Linked DNA regions of Capsicum annuum: all the other regions are linked to region 3. The links are chromatin contacts, called in public Hi-C maps. All regions are on one chromosome and are shown on one strand. Each heading gives the region's core, a stretch centred on a gene start, on an enhancer-like site or on the middle of the called end of the contact. The rest is flanking DNA. Distances are from core to core; before and after follow the strand shown.

Evidence for each region. A called contact is a pair of places that touch in the nucleus more often than the background predicts.
Region 1: a Hi-C map of leaf shows a contact between it and region 3, with 7 times the contacts expected there. The contact joins the promoter of LOC107859955 here to the promoter of LOC107859954 in region 3. A contact is called at or near these places in 5 of 5 Hi-C or Micro-C datasets (bud, leaf, pericarp and 1 more).
Region 2: a Hi-C map of leaf shows a contact between it and region 3, with 3 times the contacts expected there. The contact joins the promoter of LOC107859959 here to the promoter of LOC107859954 in region 3. A contact is called at or near these places in 3 of 5 Hi-C or Micro-C datasets (bud and leaf).

The regions. Positions count from the first base shown.
Region 1 is chr2:140,725,336-140,729,339 of UCD10Xv1.1, reverse strand. It overlaps LOC107859955 (succinate dehydrogenase [ubiquinone] flavoprotein subunit 1, mitochondrial), which reads left to right and starts at 1,926. Exons shown (of 16, transcript XM_016705124.2): 1 at 1,926-2,398; 2 at 2,978-3,145. The coding sequence starts at 2,300.
Region 2 is chr2:140,653,107-140,656,832 of UCD10Xv1.1, reverse strand. It overlaps LOC107859959 (phosphatidylinositol transfer protein 3), which reads left to right and starts at 2,013. Exons shown (of 6, transcript XM_016705128.2): 1 at 2,013-2,394; 2 at 2,539-2,629; 3 at 2,837-3,013; 4 at 3,395-3,493; 5 at 3,584-3,726. The coding sequence starts at 2,567. LOC107859958 (a long non-coding RNA gene) reads left to right here. Exons shown (of 2, transcript XR_007052464.1): 2 at 1-182.
Region 3 is chr2:140,858,611-140,862,690 of UCD10Xv1.1, reverse strand. LOC107859954 (cytochrome P450 90B1) reads left to right here and starts at 1,691. Exons shown (of 9, transcript XM_047407232.1): 1 at 1,691-1,933; 2 at 2,020-2,344; 3 at 2,596-2,748; 4 at 2,944-3,180; 5 at 3,272-3,364; 6 at 3,898-3,976. The coding sequence starts at 1,731.

The DNA.
Region 1 (4,004 bases), core at 677-3,176, 130 kb after region 3:
CAACTCATAAATTATGATCTCCTAATTTATTTAAATTTAGATGGGTTAATAATCCACTTATCACACTAATTCAGTTCATTTGATACACTTAAGTCAACTCATTCAAATATTGAGCTAATATGCAGTTCAAATTAAACAAACAGATCAATAATTCGCTTGTTTATTAATTCAGTCTATTTTAACATGTCAATATCAATCTAAAAATGCTAATTTGACGCGACTAATAAGAACTTATGATGATAAAATTAACAACGTGTAATTGACATTAGTTAAGATGGTTAGTCTAGACGTCTTTCCAAAGTAGAAGTTGAGCGGCAGGAACGTAGGCCACGCTGCTAGCTTTTCCCATTAGTCTCCTTATGGCTTCCAAATCATCTGCGCGTCCATTCTCCTACCATTTATTATGGACATAAAAATCATTTGGGGGTTGTTTAGTACGGAGAAAAAAGCAAATTCATGCAAAGAAAGTGGCGTTTAATTTATATCAATAGCACAATTTACAATCATTAATCATTGGCACGTAGTAGTAAAAGAAAAATTCACCACCTGGGTTGTGGTGTAGTGGACGGAATGCTTCATCCTTAATTAAAGGTCGAGGGTTCGATCCTGGGTATGAAGAAAACTCTGTTGGGAGTGCTGTCACCTTAATGGGCCCTACAACACACGATCCGGATTAGTCGGGGCTCCAATGCGGGCACCATTTTTTTTTAGTTTTCTATCTGATGTTCGATGCCTGCATTGGAGCCCCGACTAATCCGGATCGTGCGTTGTAGGGCCCATTAAGGTGCGTTGTTGGGAGCACTGTCACCTTAATGAGCCCTACAACGCACGATCCGAATTAGTCGGGGCTCCAATGCGGGCACCGAACATCAGATAGAAAACAAAAAAAAAATAAAAAAATTCAGCAAGAACCAAGTAGTTTGACCTATACATACAAGTGGATAGAATTAAAACTATCCGAAGAAAATACGTAAATAAGCTTGATCTATGTTTTATTTTCAAAAAATAAAATATCGAGATATAAAAATATTAGTGCTAAATAGAGTATATTAGCAATCTGAGATTAGTTTAACAGTGCTCAATAAAGTGTATTCGTAATGTGAGATTAGTTGTGATGACATTATTTTTCTTCAATAACTGATTTGGTGTATTAAAAATATAACATTAATTGTCTAATAATTTATTTTTTTTAAAATATTTTTTTGCAAAAATACTCTCCATATTCTTTAGCTTTGTACTCTCTTAGGGACAATTATATATTTAATATATCTATGTATATAATAAAATTTCTTATATTGCTAATAACATAGCAATTTGTTAAAAAATTATACCAAACGAAAAATTAATAGTACCAAAAACAATATATACATTATTTTCTGAAATAGAGCGTACCAAACCCATCCGTTAGAATTTCAATGATAGCAAAAGGTCTTCAAAAGAAAAGAATAAAAGAAAATTACTGGTGTCTCGCAGCGAAACGTGATAGTGGCCGTTTAGTAATATTGATAAACACTAGGGGTAGTTCCATTTCCATTAAAGTGGAAATGTAATCACCGGTCAGAGAAAAATAAAATAGAAGGCCTTCCAACTTTCCAATTAAAAAAAGGATAAGTCGGTTTTACAAACTTGTTTTTTAAAAGAACTAAGCCTTTGAACAATTGAAATAATTATTGGATAATTACATTAGTTGTCTAAATAATTTCGCGCAGTTGTTGAACAATTTCTCTCAATTGTCGAACAACTGCTTCTAGTTGTCAAATAACTTTGGTAATTGTTCGACAACTATGTCTAATTGTCGAATAACTACCAAAATTGTTTTACAACTGAGACAAGTTGTTGAAACGAAAAAATTTAAAAAGAAAAACTCAAAAAAGTTTTATCCCTCCCACTTAATTTAAAAAATTTGAAAGACTTTCACTTAATTGACAACTTGTTTATCCTTTCTAATTGAAAGTCGTCAAGCAGGCCAATTTTTTATAAAAAATGATTGGAGTAAATTGTTTTCCCCAATAGCGTGTACCAACCCATCCCCATAAAATTTCAGTGATAGCAAAAGTGCTTCACCAAAAAGAATAAAGAAAATTACTGGTGTATCGTAACGGAACGTGAGAGTGGCCGTTTAGTAATATTGATTAGCGCTAGGGGTAGCTCCATTAAAGTGGGAATATAATCATCAGTCGTCCAGAACTCCGTGCCGGTACCCAAAAAAAGAGCATCCCATTTTCACATCCATTTTTCTACATTAACTTCATTCAATCTCCAGCAGCTCCATATTGGTTTTCTGTGGGAACCTTCGAGAATGTGGCGCTGTGTGTCGCGTGGTCTTCGCGCTTCCTCCAACAGATCCATCTCCGGTGGCGGCGCCCGCCATTTTCGCCGACTCTTCTCCTCACAATCTGTACGGTTCCTTCTATCTGTTTTCTTTGTCTATTGATTCGATCAGCTAATATTGAACCCCTCATTCTATCTAGTTGTTGAATCTCAAGATATTTTTAATTGATGCTTTTTTGTATTGAAGTTTGCTTGTAATCATTATCGGTTACCTAACTGTTTGTGAATTTTAAGTATTACTAATTGATGCATTTTGTATTGAAATTTGTTTGTAATCATTATCGGTGACCTAGATGTTTGTGAATCTTAGGAATTTTAGTTGATACATTTTATATTGAAGTTTGTTCTAATCATTTGAATGTTAGGATTTTTGATTGATTGAGTTTTATTTTTGACGTCTCATTAGGTTAACTACCTAGCTGTTATTGGATTTGATCTTCTTCTTTGAAGGTCTTTATGTTCGATTGTTGTAGATTCTTCGAGTTTATGATTAATCAACTTTAGCCGCAAAGCTCCTCTTTTTTAAAATCATTGTTTGCTTTTTTTTTTTTTTTTAACTTTTTTGATGATTATATATTTATTATAGTATGCTAAGATTCTGATGATTTTTTTTCGTCATGGTTGAATATTGTGTGTTGTCTAGCAGAATGTGGGAGGCTCGTCCTACACGGTAGTGGATCACACATACGATGCGGTGGTGGTCGGTGCAGGTGGTGCAGGGCTTCGAGCAGCAATAGGGTTGTCTGAGCATGGATTCAATACTGCTTGCATAACCAAGCTCTTTCCTACTCGATCTCACACTGTTGCCGCTCAGGTACCTGGATTCTAACTATTTGCCAATTTTAGTTTTTATTTTCTTGAACTAGGTAGATTTATTAATGGTTTACGGTAGGGAGGAGGAGACTCTGAATTTTAGAGGACAATATGTTGTACAAAGAACATCAAATTGTCTACACTAATTGGGACTCTTTGCTCATTGTTGTCAGGTTGTATGTTTATTCGTGGGCTGGGCCAACTAGACAATAGTCGTTTTATACTGAGTTTTCTTATTAATGATTAGAAACTTGAAAAAAGTTCACTGGATTTCTTTAGAAAGTTAAACTCATGACAATGGCAGTTGAGGTAGATTTGTGTTATAGTTCGTACAGAACTGTTAATAGCTGTATGTGTGGAGTATTTTTTAATCAAATGAGAAAAATTTGCTTTCATTATTTTCCCTTGCTCAATAGTATGTTATGGGTTTCCTCCACTTAAAGTTTTCTTCTTTTCTTGTTATCTGTTGAGAATGTCATGATGACACAATCTTGACCATACCATTTGAGGTATATTTGTGGTTAGAGTCTATTAGAACTGTGGGTTTCATTCATCAGCTCATTTTTGTGTTGTCTTGGGTTGGAATTTATAGTTGTTGTATTCCCTTCGCAATCATTGCTCGGAACTTGCTTAGGATTGACATTGCCGGTCTCCTTATGCATGCGTTATTATACTTGGCCCTTTTTGTTTTCGTTTTTTTGTTTGTTTGAAGATATTATTCTTGCTATTCTTAAATCCTTTTTGTTCATGTTTGCTATCCGCAAGTAACTTCCTTCCCTTCTCTAGGCAGACACAGTTAATCTGCATTTTTGTCTCTACACTTCCTGGCCAAGAACTGTTTAACTTAAAGAAACTGGAGA
Region 2 (3,726 bases), core at 764-3,263, 210 kb after region 3:
TAATTGGAGTTTGTATCTGTCACCGTTGATCTGGCTTTCTCCTTTTCTTTGTATGTTAAATTTATAAGCATCCGGTTGAGACATTTAGGTATCTTTCTATTCATGTAATTTCAGTTTTGGTACACGATGTATATTCTTGAATCTTAAAATTTGAGTGCGAAAACCTTTTGTTTACTTTTCAGGGTTATGCTTCTGTGTGTCTTGCCATTGAGAGCTAGTTCTCTTTTCTTCTCTGGTAAATTTGTGGACTTTAGTCATGAGACGTTAGTACCTTTCTTTAGTGGTGGACCCAGTAATTCAAGGTTGTGGGTGCTTAAAAAAATTTATCACATCTTTAAGCTACTGCATCCAATCATATGTTTGTTTTCTGAGTGTTTTTTAATAAATTATATCATTTATTCTGTGTTTTTTATATAATTATACTTAATTTATGTAGAGTTTAGTGGGTGTCGGAGTATTCCAAAATTACGCATGGGTTTGCCCCTGCCTTTCTTGATACAAAGTTATCTGCAGTTTCAAGTGAATGTTCTGGATGCACTTTTCAGCACCGTGACATATATCAGAGAATCAAGGCAGAATCTCGGGAGTTATCAGAGATTTGAGAGAGAAGTGTGAGAATATATATCGGAAAGATCAAAATGACTCCGTGAGATTGGTTGTGTTGGCCGAATTTCTATAGATTTAGTATCATGGTAAATGGTTTAAATTGGGGAGGTAAGGGTAAGAATATTAATTCACTTCAATAAGTTTCAGTGAGTTTATTGAAAATAGGATTCAGGATTTCGACCAAACAGTCTGGCTTGGAACCGATCACTAATCTCATCCATGGAGAGGAGGTTAAGATTCAAGACCACATTTCAGCAGTATTACCTCCAATTAGGAGTGTCTCTTGAGATTATATATTGCACAGATGAGAAAGATCATTGGTCGTTCAGGGTGTTTATTTAAAAAGTTCTCACTGGAATCAAGTATTGATAATTTAAACTTAAAAGTTCAAGTTGTGTTTGATAATATTTTTATAATAAATATTTAAATTTAAATATATATTTTTTGAACACGAATCAAGTATTGATAATTTAAACTTAAAAGTTCAAGTTGTGTTTGATAATATTTTTATAATAAATATTTAAATTTAAATATATATTTTTTGAACACGAACCATATATTATTCAAAGGAAGTTATTTTACAAAAGAAAATTAGGACAAATTATAAAAAAGATGAAAATACGATACTGGGTGTTTTTCAAAGTTCAAATACTATTAACGTTTTAGTAAATAATATTATTTTTCATTTTTTAAAAGAAAAAGGTGTAGGGCCTTGTCCATAAATCTCAAAAACGAAAGGGAGGTGATCTACAAGATCCTTGAGGGAAGTTGAAGGAGTAGGGGCACTCGTGCATCATCTCTCTCGAGGTGTCACTGCAGTTGCACATTTAGGATTTTATATATCATAGATTAGTGTAAAGCTTTGCGTATTTTTTCGTAGAGAATCAAGCCTGTACAAATTTGTTTGTTCCTCTTAGTGTGTGCATATCAAAACTTGGTTTGTAATGTTTGGCACGGGATAAATATGATAAAGATTCGTCTCAATGGGCAGCATTGTGTTAATTATCTTTTTATTGACATAGGCACAATGTTTCTATGCTGACTTGTGTCTGTGTTGTTTCTTTTATGAAGACCCGTTATTTGTGTTGTGACTGAAATTGAAATTAAAAAAAAATGTTTTATACTACATGGAATCAAGTAGGGAAGTGCTGCGTTTCCTAGGAATATATATATATTTATAATATATGGATCCTCCAGTCGTACCAAAAGGGAGGAGGAGAGGAGGGGAGAGAATTAACTAGTCAAATCAAGTTTACTTGACCCCCTGAGTATTAAATTCATTACCTAAATTTGGAAGCTTCTAAATGCCACCTATATCACAAGGAACTACTAATTGCACCTGTTCTAGAAGGGCAAGATGTTTGAAAGATAAACTGAAATTTTGGGTTGAATCATGCAACATTTCTTGGTCAGCAGTTTGTTTTTACCGTCAGTGTGTTTGTTAGGCCTACCCAAATTTGTACACATTTGTTTTGAAAGGTAACAAAGTTGGGTATTATTGCATAATGGTGTCCAAAAGAGAAGACTTCAAGCGTGTGAAAATTCCATTGTTCGGCTGTTCCCACTTTTATCAATGTTACAGTGAATGATCACCAACTTGGCGTGATTTCTCCACAACTAGGAGTGGGGTTATCTACTTTTACTTGCTATTACTACAAGAACCAATTGCTATTATTTGTGCATAGAGAAGGATCCAGGGAATCACATGCCTCTGTCTATATGCCCATCTCTTTTAGGAAAGCTTAAGTCCAAATCTTTCTGCATCTTCCTAATTATCTCCCAAGAAAGGTAAAAGGTTACCATTTCGTTCTTGAAGTCATTCTCATCTCTTCTTTTTTTTTTTTTTTTTTGCTTTTTCCCAGTTGGCCTGATCTGGCTTACGTTACCTGAAGCCTAAATTTAAGATGAGTGTTTGTCTTAATGATGAAGCAGAGTCACTTGTAACAACTAAAAAGAAACCATGTTTCGTGGAAAGCAGTCTCAGACGAATCAGGCTGATGATCCTGCTAGCCGTGATGCAAAGGTGACAGTTTGATCAAGTTTTATTCTCACAAAATATCCACATATTGTTAAGTGGAAATACCCCACAACTGCTGCTTATAGAGAATTAACTAGACTGACCACTGGTCTAACACTAGGCAAATGCTCTACTCACACAGAATTGTCAGGACTATTGAACTCACTAAGTTAGTGATGAGTACTTGTGAACTAGTTTTCTTTGCCAAACCAGGTTAACGAGTTAAGGGCAGCTCTTGGACCTCTATCTGGGCGAAGCTTAAAGTTCTGTACTGATGCGTGTCTGAGGCGATACTTAGAAGCTCGAAATTGGAACCTTGACAAGGCAAAGAAAATGCTCAAAGAGACACTCAAGTGGAGATCCACCTATAAGCCTGAAGAAATTCGTTGGGTGATTGTTCTTTGACCTTTTCCATCTCTATACTCTAGACTAAATTTGTACTCTCAAGTTAATCGCCCAAAATATGCAAGGTCGCAGTTAGCCATCTAAAAGTCAATACTTTCATCCTCATTGTAGATCATAATGTTGATTTATTGAAGGTTTGAACTTTTCTTGGTCACTTTCTATTAGAACACCAGAAAGTGTTAGATAGTTGTTAGAATACTGGTGAATTTTAATTTATTGTTATCATTAGTGCAAATCATACTGCAGCTTAGAGGTTAGATATGGTTGGTATCGCACAAGTGTTACTAGAGCAACTTTATATGTATGTCACTCGGTGTAATGTTGGAAGATCGATGATTCTAAATTAATGATCTCGCAATTTATCAGCATGAAGTGGCACATGAAGGTGAAACTGGCAAAGTTTCTAAGGCCAATTTTCATGACCGACTTGGCAGGACCGTACTTATAATGAGGCCTGGGAGACAGGTTAGTCTTGTTTTCTTTGCCTTTAATTAAAATCCTATCCATATATTTCAAGTTATCAGTATCCAAATTGTTGTGTTTCATGGATGACAGAACACAGCATCTCCAGAAGGTAACATTCGTCATCTAGTCTATCTGATGGAGAATGCTAGCCTTAACCTGCCGGAAGGCGAAGAACAAATGTCTTGGTTGATTGACTTCAATGGGTGGTCATTAAACACCAACATTTCCATTAA
Region 3 (4,080 bases), core at 442-2,941:
AAAATGGTCATTTTAATTGGAAAAATCCTTCAACCCGGCCCTGCGGGCCAAAAAAAAGTGTGACAATAGTATATTTCATCAAAATTATTTTTTCTTAAAAAAAATAAAAGTGATTTATTATTTATTATTTTTATATTTTGTAAGTAAACATAAAATATCATCCCAACATATTTGTATATGATCCAAATAAATGCTATATAAAGTGGCGGTGGAGATGAGGGTGGAACATGTTGGAGTGTTGAGAAAAAATAATTAGTATGGAATATTATGAATTTATCTTCTCTACTTTCACTAGAGACATCATATAAAAAATTAATTTTTCTAAAGTTTTTGCTTTATCAATAAAATTCTTCCATACCAAACACATAACTTAAAATTTTCAAAAAAAAAAAAAAAAAAGATCTCTTACAAATTTTATGTTCAATCAAACACCCACACTCAAAAAAAACTCTCAATATGATGCTTTGCGGCCGTAGACTATCGTACGTGTAGCTCAAGTGAGACAGGACGGGGACAAGTGCCTTACTTTTTAGCCACCTTGAAATCTTCCTTTTACTCCTTTCCCTCAGTATGCTGTAAATTTTGAGTTATGTATGTTTCCTTTTCTTCTCATAATTTTGATTCTACTACAAGCAAATATAATTTTCTTTCTTCTCTCGTGAACCGAAAGATGATGCATTAATGTAAAATGAAAAGGGGAAAGTGTATGAAAGTTATCTTGAACATGAAGACATCAATATATAAATAAGCGTTCAGACTTGCCTTCTATTGTTCAGTAAGCATTCTAACTTTGAGAATACATATCTAAAAAAATTAATTTGATCTCAACGGATAATTAAATACTGTAACTCGTTCTTATAGTGTCTCGTTGACACTCGACACTAACGTGATATAGAAATTTTAGAAGTGTCTAGATGATTATTTTATACGTTGGAATACTTAACTCATACAGTAGAGACGAGTTGAGGTATCTAAATGTGTATACTCAAAGTTGAAGTATTTACTTGTCACTTTAGATTATATTAAGGTATCGTTTGGTTGAAAACAAGTTATCCCAGAATTGATTATCTCGAAATTAGCTATTCTGAAAAAAAAAATATAAAAATATCTCACTACGTATATGAAATAACTTATCCCATTATAATGATATAAATAGCTGGACAGATAATTTTGACACTAACTTATATCTCCAACCAATATAACTTCCGCGTCAACGCCTAAATCAATTATGTCTTAACATAAATAGTTGCTAGTCTCTGTTCTTTATTACACCATCTTGGTGGTGTATTCAAGAAGGTGAAACGTAATGATACATGATAGTTTAAAATACAGTTTTTAGTGCGAGGAAGGATTTAGGAATAAATTAAGATGGTAAGTATTTAATTAGTGAATAAAGTAGAATTGTTTAATTTTAAGAGGGAACTGACTCAACGGCGCAAATGCTAAACGTCAACAAAGAAGCCTATAAAAAGCAACATACTTTCCAAAAAGAGCTTCACAAAACAGAAAGTTTCTTTTATAGCAGCAGCTGGACGGGAAAGATTCATAGTCGATGCTGCTGCATACATATATATAAATATAACACTACTCTTATTATTAATAAATATTACTATCTTATTCGAAACTCTGCTTCAGCAACAGACCCTGTTGAGTATTCAAAGTGGAAAAAATATAGAAGAAGAAAAAAAAGGAAAAAACAAACAGTGAAATAAATCATCAAATTGTTGTCCATGTCTGACTTGGAGTTTTTTCTTTTTCTTGTTCCCCCAATCTTGGCAGTACTTATTATTCTTAATCTATTCAAAAGAAAACATAAATTTCCAAATCTTCCACCAGGGGACATGGGTTGGCCTTTTCTTGGTGAAACTATTGGCTATTTGAGACCTTATTCAGCTACCACTATTGGAGATTTCATGCAAGATCACATCTCAAGGTAATCAATTAATTAATCCCAATTTTAATTCTTTTCTTAAAAAAGAAATTGTTGAATCTTTGTCCTGAAAATTTGAACTTCTCTAGGTATGGGAAAATTTACAAGTCAAATTTGTTTGGAGAGCCAACAATAGTTTCAGCAGATGCAGGGCTGAATAGATACATTCTGCAGAATGAAGGAAAATTATTTGAGTGCAATTATCCAAGAAGCATAGGTGGGATTCTTGGAAAATGGTCTATGTTGGTTCAAGTTGGACAAATGCATAGAGACATGAGAATGATTTCTCTGAATTTCTTGAGCCATGCTAGGCTCAGGAATCAACTTTTAAGTGAAGTTGAAAAGCACACTCTTCTTGTTCTTGCCTCTTGGAAACGGGATTCTGTAGTTAGTGCACAAGATGAAGCAAAGAAGGTAATTAAGGAGTAGTGCTATCTTTTTTCATTTATCTATAAGCAGGGCGGAGCTAAGTAGGGTCGACGGGCTCATAGTCGGAAAATAAACAGTATATACATGATTAAAACTATTTTTATATATATAATGTATATGTTTCTGTATTTGCTTTTTTCATATTTTTTAACTCCCTTGATGAAAATTGTTCAATCTTCAACATGCTATATCTAACTTTGGAAATTGTTGTTGTTTTCTGTGTGAAATTTCTACAGTTCACGTTCAACTTTATGGCAGAGCATATTATGAGTTTACAACCTGGAAATCCAGAGACGGAGCAGCTAAAGAAGGAATACATCACATTTATGAAAGGAGTGGTTTCTGCTCCATTGAATTTTCCAGGAACAGCTTATAGAAGGGCCTTACAGGTACTGTTATATATCACCATATCATTTAAGTAAAAACAGTAAGTGTTTATAATTTTCCTTGGGTGGTATCGGGGGAAGGATTTGGAATTGAATAATATCGATTCATAAAGAAGAAAAGATTCTTTATTGACTCGAACACTGTACCTATCTATTCAGGACCTGAATTTAAGTTCCAATTTCTCTGTTTTGTTATAGTCTCGATCGACGATTCTTGGATTCATTGAGAGAAAAATGGAGGAGAGGCTTAAGGAAACGAAAGGAAATGAAAACGATCTACTTGGGTGGGTTCTGAAGAATTCAAATCTTTCAAAAGAGCAAATTCTTGATTTGCTACTAAGTTTGCTCTTTGCTGGACATGAAACTTCATCAGTAGCCATAGCTCTGTCTATTTATTTCTTGGAAAGCTGTCCTGATGCTGTTCAACAACTGACAGTAAGCATATACAATCAAAGTCTTTTAGTGACAGATTAATGATTTTGTTGAAGTCCATTCTTTAATTTTTTTGAGCTGGTAATAAATTCAGGCAGAGCACTTGGAGATTTCCAGAGCCAAAAAGCTGTCAGGAGAAACAGAGTTGAATTGGGATGACTATAAGAAAATGGAATTCACTCAATGTGTAAGTTTCTACTCTTTAGCTTATTGTCATTTATGTCACACACTATCAGCTCATTTAAAAGATAATTGAACGTAACTATTCGTACACAGAGTATGAGTAGAGTTTGTTTGGATGAGCTTATAGCTTTACCTATAAGCATAACCCATAAGTCAAAAAGTGTCGTTCTCAACTACCCTTTACCTATTAGTAAAAGTGTTTTTAAGCACTTTTGAAGTGTTTGGATAAATTAAAAAAATGTCTCTAAACACTTCGTTTTAAGTTAAAATATTAAAAATAAGTCGAAAGAATTCTAACTGATGGGTTGTGTCATATAAGTCAAAAGTCAATCTAAACGGACACAAACACTAAATAATTGCTTAAAAGCATCTAAAATAAGTCCATCAAAATGGGCAGCTAACAACCTGAAAATAAACATGTTCCTGTTACGTGTTAAAATACATTAATAGTAACTGTTAAAATTCTATACATGGACATTGGAAAACACACGAGTTAAATCTTTGCATGTTGATGCTCTTATTTTCCTTCACTTGCAGGTTATTAATGAGACACTAAGGCTTGGGAATGTGGTCAGGTTTCTACACAGGAAGGCCGTGAAAGATGTTCGATATAAAGGTATATATGTGACAGTTTCAAAGTGATCATAGTAAAACTAATACTATGTTGTACATGATGATGCATGCCTGCAGCTTTAAAATCTGATTTGGTTTTGCCTTTTT